Linked DNA regions of Mus musculus: region 1 is linked to region 2. Evidence: chromatin contacts called from public HiChIP or PLAC-seq data. All regions are on one chromosome and are shown on one strand. The core of a region is the stretch at or near the end of the contact, and the rest is flanking DNA. Distances in the headings are between cores, read along the strand shown.

Evidence for each region. HiChIP or PLAC-seq counts read pairs in DNA pulled down with a chosen protein or histone mark.
Region 1: a contact with region 2 is called in an HNF4G HiChIP or PLAC-seq map of pancreatic cancer cells. The contact joins the promoter of Errfi1 here to the enhancer-like site in region 2. A contact is called at or near these places in 2 of 39 promoter capture datasets (hippocampal neurons and macrophages), 2 of 484 Hi-C or Micro-C datasets (both in uterus), 4 of 115 datasets of contacts at active chromatin or transcription factors (bone marrow-derived macrophages, extraembryonic endoderm stem cells, microglia and 1 more) and 2 of 9 other capture datasets (adipose tissue and liver).

Annotation. Positions count from the first base shown.
Region 1 is chr4:150,853,226-150,856,381 of GRCm38.p6, forward strand. Errfi1 (ERBB receptor feedback inhibitor 1) reads left to right here and starts at 1,845. Exons shown (of 4, transcript NM_133753.2): 1 at 1,845-2,046. It overlaps 1700045H11Rik (RIKEN cDNA 1700045H11 gene), which reads right to left and starts at 1,724. Exons shown (of 4, transcript NR_040649.1): 1 at 1,601-1,724.
Region 2 is chr4:150,574,714-150,577,721 of GRCm38.p6, forward strand. All of the region lies in intron 12 of Rere (arginine glutamic acid dipeptide (RE) repeats), which reads left to right. Among named protein-coding and RNA genes, the nearest start is that of Slc45a1, 76 kb to the right of the region's middle. Within about 2 kb of position 1,753, at least 37 of the 459 cell types and tissues checked have an H3K27ac peak or open chromatin away from gene starts, as enhancers often do. A contact at or near this core is called in adipose tissue, bone marrow-derived macrophages, extraembryonic endoderm stem cells and 3 more, where this site is marked.

The DNA.
Region 1 (3,156 bases), core at 595-3,094, 280 kb after region 2:
GACCAAGCTTGAGGTTAACCTGAGCTGTGTAGAGTGAGTTGTAGGCCCGCTTGGGCTACAGAGTAAAACTGTCTTAAAACCCACCAAAACTTAAACAAGTAAATAATAAATGTTAATAAATAGTAAATAATAAATAGACAATGTGGCAATGACCAATTTCCATAAGATTAAAATACTACTAAGAGAATGGCCATAAGAAAAGATGGGAGAATTGAATTGCTAGGAGCGTGGGTGTGGAAGCAACCCAGCAGCCCCTACAGGCCAGTAGGGACCATCAGAAAGAGGGGAGGAACCTTCTAACATCCTGGTAGCCTGCCGCTGAGAGTGGGCAAAGCAAGACTTTAGAGTTTTCTTTTCTTTTTAAAAATCCAGTGCATCAGGCCTTGAGTTTAAAGTTAAGGCCTTTGAGTTCAATTAAAAAAAAAAATCAAGTCAATACTGGAAGAAGCAACTTGGTTCGTGGGGCACAAAGTTAATAGTTAACCAGATAATGAGGCCAGCACCTCATTCCATATGTTAAACTGGCTCAATTAGGTGGTGCTAAGCCTATAACTATCAGGCATTCTTGCTGCAGTGCAGGAAGGGCTCTGTGTGCGGACCACAGAGGTCAGCCATAGGTCTGCGCTCTCTACTCTGTGGAGTGCCATTAAGAGGAATTTGTACTAGTCCAAACTGGAGGGCTTCTGTCTGTTTGCCTTTTTTCTTGAACTACTCTGGTTTATCATTGTATTATTTATTTTACGGTTAAACTATAAACCTAAGTTGCATCACCGGATTTCTGCCCCACGAACCCTCCTCCCTGTAGACTTGATGGCGTTTTGTCCTTGGGCATCAGCGGCCACCCTGGGGCCAAAAGACATGGAGAACAGCACTTTGACAGGTAAGCCAAGAGGGCTGGGGGCAGGTTTGGGGGAGGTGCCCGGGATCAGCCTAGCCTTGCTGGAGGCCAAGCCAAGTACAGAGGAGCCTGGAGTGAGGCCTCCCTGATCCTGCCCACACAGCATGGCCCACTGCCCAGTCCCCTTTGTCCTTCACCTTTCTGCGCTGCCCCTCACCTTTCCATTCTGTCCCTTCCTTTCCCACACCGTCCCTTAACTACCTAGATCAATTAGTGAGGTTCTCTATAAGTCCCGCAGTGCCTCACACTGCTCCTCACTGCCCCTCCATCCCTTATTGTCCTTAGCCAGACACTCCCTGCCCCTTCCTGTCTTCAGACGCATTTTGTCCCTTACTGCCCCTCAGTCCGCTGCCCTCTTTCCCAGAGACCACTTTCTTCATGGTCATCCATCCCTGGTTGTAGCGCCCTTCATCTCTCTCGCATCATCACAGCAGTCCCTCGTTGTTCCTCACCGTCCCCCTCCGTTCTTCATCACTCTCCTCGCCATCCCTCGACCATCCCTCGATATACATACATACATACATACATACATACATACATACATACATACATACATACATACACACACACACACATATATACACCTCGGGGTGCCCCTCTCCTCTCCAATCCCCATTTTCTCCCGCTCCCTGAGTTTCTTGGATCCAAGTGCATCTCAGCGTCACTTCCCTCCCCGGGGATGGAAACAGGGCCGCTCACAACCTTCTAAGGAAAACTCGGTGTCCTTAGGCTAGGCAGCTCGCACAGAGGCGGCCCAAATAGAAACGTCCCCTCAGGAGACGAGGCTGCTAGCGCCGCCCGGCGGGCCCCACGCAAACTCTTCGGTAGCGGCATCGCCCCTTTAAGCGTCCGCCCGCCCGGATTGGCTGCGTGAAGGAGGCGGGGCTGCGGGCGTTGACGTCACGTTGTCGCTCACCGTATAAATACGGGCGTCGGCTGCGCCGGCGTCGGCGGCCGAGTGCGAGGCGCGGAGCGTGAGCTGTGCGAGCGAGCGAGCGCGAGCATAGCCTGCGAGCGAGCAGAGAGAAAGAGCGAGGGCAAGAGAGCGGCGAGGCGCCTGCGCGATGCTCGGGCCCCTAAGCCCGCGGCGCTGAGCCAGCCGGGACGGACATGCGCGGGAGGGCGCCGCGGGGTCCCGCTCCCTTGGGGTAAGGGGCCTGGCGGGCGTCGGGAGACGTGGGGCCGGGGCGCGGAGGGCGGGCGGACGGGCGGTGGGCTGGAGCCGGAGCCTCCGGCACTCCGCTTCCCGGGATGGGCCGGGGTGCGTGAGGAGCGGCGGGCCGCGGGCGCCCTCGGCTTCTCGCCGGGGCCATGCACCGGCGCGCACACGACACGTCTCCACAGCCTGGGGCTCCGGAGCGGCGGCTCCACGGTCTTCCCGGTGCAGCTGCGGCCCAGGGATGCGGTGGAACTGCTGCGGCCCCCTCCATCTTCCCTCTCACCCCGCGCACCCGTCGGTCCGGCCCGGAAAGCTTCTGCGAGAAGCTGTCGCGGGTGGGCTCGGAGATTGCTAGTCCCTGGTTGGTACCAGTCTTGAGTCTCGGTGAGACTCGGCGACGAAGGTCATTCCCCTTTAAAAAAAAATATTTGTTTTAATTCATCCGAGTTGTTCCGTGGCCTTTTCCTCTCCAGAAACATGATTCTTTGCCTTAAATGACTTATATATTAAAGGAGTGAAAATGCAGACAGAACTGTTCAAACGCCAAGGCTCCTTGGCAGTATCCTGTTTTTATACGTATATCCTATCTTTGTTCAAATTAATCGTGATTGGTGGTGCTGGATGGGTGCTTCCTCAGTCTTTATTAGGATTTCATCATTGCTTGAAAGAAACCAGTCTCCTACCTGATAAAAATGTGAATAGATTGTTAGTCATAAACTTAAGTGTAGTAAGAATAGAGACTGTAGCTTTAAAAGAGATGTGACGGGAGGTACACCTGTAGCACAGGTAGGGCAGGACTGGTTTCCAGGCAACTGTCAGGGGTGAAGAAAGGTGAGGTATAAATTGCCTTTTTTTTTTTTTTCATCCTGGAAAAAAAAAGAAAAAAGAAAAGTTCTACAGTTTTACACTTCCTTAAGTCTATACAGGTATAGTGAATATGCATCTATTAAGACTGGGACATTTTTGAGTTCACTGTGGTGGCTCTTGCCTTTAAATTTTTTTTTTTCTTGAAACATGGAGATTTTAAGAGAGATTTTACCAAAATAGAGACCAAAGATAATCTAAATACCTTTATCAGTAAAAGAGCAAATTTTGTAAG
Region 2 (3,008 bases), core at 503-3,002:
GAGGTGATATCTATAAAGAGTATATAAAAATATTTTCCCAATCTATTATATTCTGTTGAAAACAAGTCTTTGTGTGCACATATGTGTGCTTGCTAGGGATCAGACCCTGGTCGTCATCATGCTAGAAAAGTGTTTCCCGCTGAGCTCTGCACCGTTGCCGCCACACCATGCACACAGTGGTTCTGCTCTGGAGCTGTTCTCCCCGTCACCTGTCCTTGCTCTTGAGTTACTCGGGAAAGGTGGAGGAGAGCCTACAGGAGTCCCTGGGTGGGAGCAGGTCTCCTTACCTTTGGAGGCTCCTGTAGGAGTCCCATTCCTCCCATTCACTACAGGCCTTTATGTCTGATAAAAGTGCCTGTGCAACGGACATCAGCTTTCCTAACACTTGGTTTCTGGAGTTTGTTATACAGGGGCTAGGTCTGGCTTTCCTCTGAATGCTGCTGCCCACTGAAGTGGGAATAGTGGCTGTGATTAGGAAAACCAACTGTTTATAGAGGGTTAGTTGAGTGGGTATTACGTGTTAACCTCATGGCACCCGAGAGAATAACAAGTCAGATCCTTTTAGAATTACATCTGTGCAGATACCCAGTTCTTCCTTCCTTTTTCCCCATTTGCCTTTCTTTAACATATGTATAAAATATGGTTAGTAGATTAAAATACTAGGAGTGAGCAGTGTCTCAGAATGATTGAGGCTGCCCACTGCAGATCTCTCAACTGTTTACACAGAGGTCTGGGTGTTAGTGCATCGATGTAAACACTGCCAAGTGTCCTGCACTTCTGAGAAGACAGGGCTAGCTCCTCTCCCAGATGTTCTGGAATTTGCTGTCCTCCAAGCCAGGTCTCTCATTCTAAGTGCTGTCACTCTGCTGTTGGGTAGATGAGTTACATGGCCCCTGACCTTGTATGTTAAAAATAAACAGGCCTAATAGACTTAGATCCTGATCACCCACAGGGAACCTATCTTATAATACAGATCCCAAAATAACTCATTTCTCACATACATGGCCATTTCTTATAAAATCTCAGGATGACTATACTCAAAACATAAGGATGGTCTCTCTTCATCTTGCAAACATGGCTGCTTTATATGAATGGAAGAGTGGCTCCTGGGAGATTGTCCTCTGAAGGCTTTGTGTACAGCTCTGTCTGCTGTTGCCAGCAGTGGAATGTGGACAGGAGCACCACCCTCACCGATAGGGAGCAGTGGCTCCTGCTCAGATGCAGTGCAGATTAGCAAGAAGACAGTTTGATTTGGCCCAGCTCTGTAGGAGAGAGGAGCCTGTGGGGAGGGAAGGCACGAAAGCACTTGTCCTGGACATCTTAGCTGCCCTTCTCTTAGTTTCCAACAACTACCTCAGGAAAGATTGTACTCTGGTTATTTGTAAGTGCAGGTGGTCGTGTCCGAGTGTTCTCATCAGATCGCATTCTCACTCCAGTCTCGGTGCCATGGGTGAAGAAGGCAAAGAGGAGACAGTTGTGAAACAGAACCATGAGGGATGAGCTTGTGCTCTGCAGGTTGCGTTTCAATGCAGGCGGATCTGGCTCGCATCGCAGGCTTTGGGTTTCCCAGAGAAGGTACAGTTAGTCTTTATTAAGTTTTTGTGATGGGGTGGGAAATTTTGGAGTTTTAATATGCTAGATAGCAGGGAAATCAGTCATGTTTCTGGGGGCAAATTCTATAGATGATTTGCAGACTAGCTCTGTGAGAACTACATCTCTAGGCAGAATGACCTGTGTCAGCATGTTCTCCCAGATGGAAGAATGAGTCATCAAAGTTCTGTTAGCATTAAGAGATTAAGAATTACTCCAGTGTTCAGCATGAAGTTTTATTTAATTTCCGATATAACCTTAGGTAAACAATGCTTAATCTTACATAAGAAAGCGTGGGCTTGTAGTCTGGGTTGCTACTCTGAGAACAGGCAGCTGTAGGACAGCTACGGAGTAACACTGAGGAGTTCTCTGCTCTTCACTGTGTCCCTCCAGTGCAGGTACTGACTGTCTTAATTGCTCACAACACAGTGGGCAGTGCAGGCTCTCGGGTTCCTTGTCCCTGCCTGTTGAGCCAAGATGGCTATTTTGTTGTTAAAATGGAGGTTTAAGTAAAATTGAGGTTGTTCAGTAATGTTTGGGAACTACTTACACAGCCTCAAAATCCTAACACTCCAAGGTATATTCTATTCTATTCTTTTCTCACATTTATGTATGCATGTGAATGCCTGCATGCATCTCTGTGCACTATGTGTAGGCAGTGATGGTAGAGGTCAAAAGAGGGAGTCAGAGCCTCTGGGACTGGAATTACTTGGAGGTGTGAGCCACCTTGCAGGTGCTGGAAATTAAACTTGAATCTTCCAGAAGAGCGGCCAGTGCTTATAATTACTGAATCTTTTATTGTTGTTGTTGTTTTGAGATAAGTTTCTCTGTGTAAAACTAGCTGTCTTGACACTTTCTCTGTAGTAGACAAGGCTTGCATTTGAATTTGAGTAACAGATGGTTGTGAGCAGCCTTTTGGATCTGGGTATTGAATCTTGGGTCCTCTAGAAGAAGAGCAGCCAGTGCTTTTAACCACTGAAAGACCTCTTTGACCCAATCATAGAACTAATCAATCAATTAATTCCTTTCCAAGATTTAGTTAGTTAGTTTATATGAGTACACTGTTGCTGTCTTCAAACACTTAAGAAGAAGCCATCGGGTCCCATTACAGATGGTTGTGAGCCACCATGTGGTTGCTGGGAATTGAACTCAGGACATTCAGAAGAGCAGTCAGTGCTCTTACCCACTGAGCCATTTCTCCAGCCCCATAGAGTTTCTTAATATAAAGCTTCCCCCCCCCCCCTCCAACTCTCACTCCATTTTCTTTTCTTAGAAGTACAGTTGTGGTCTGGAAAGATGGCTGGTGGTCAAAACCTCTTGATGCCCTTCAAGAGGACCTAATTTCAGTGCCTAGCACCCATGTGGGGCAGCTCACAACCACCTATAACTCTGGCTCAAAGGTCTGACTTCTTATGGTC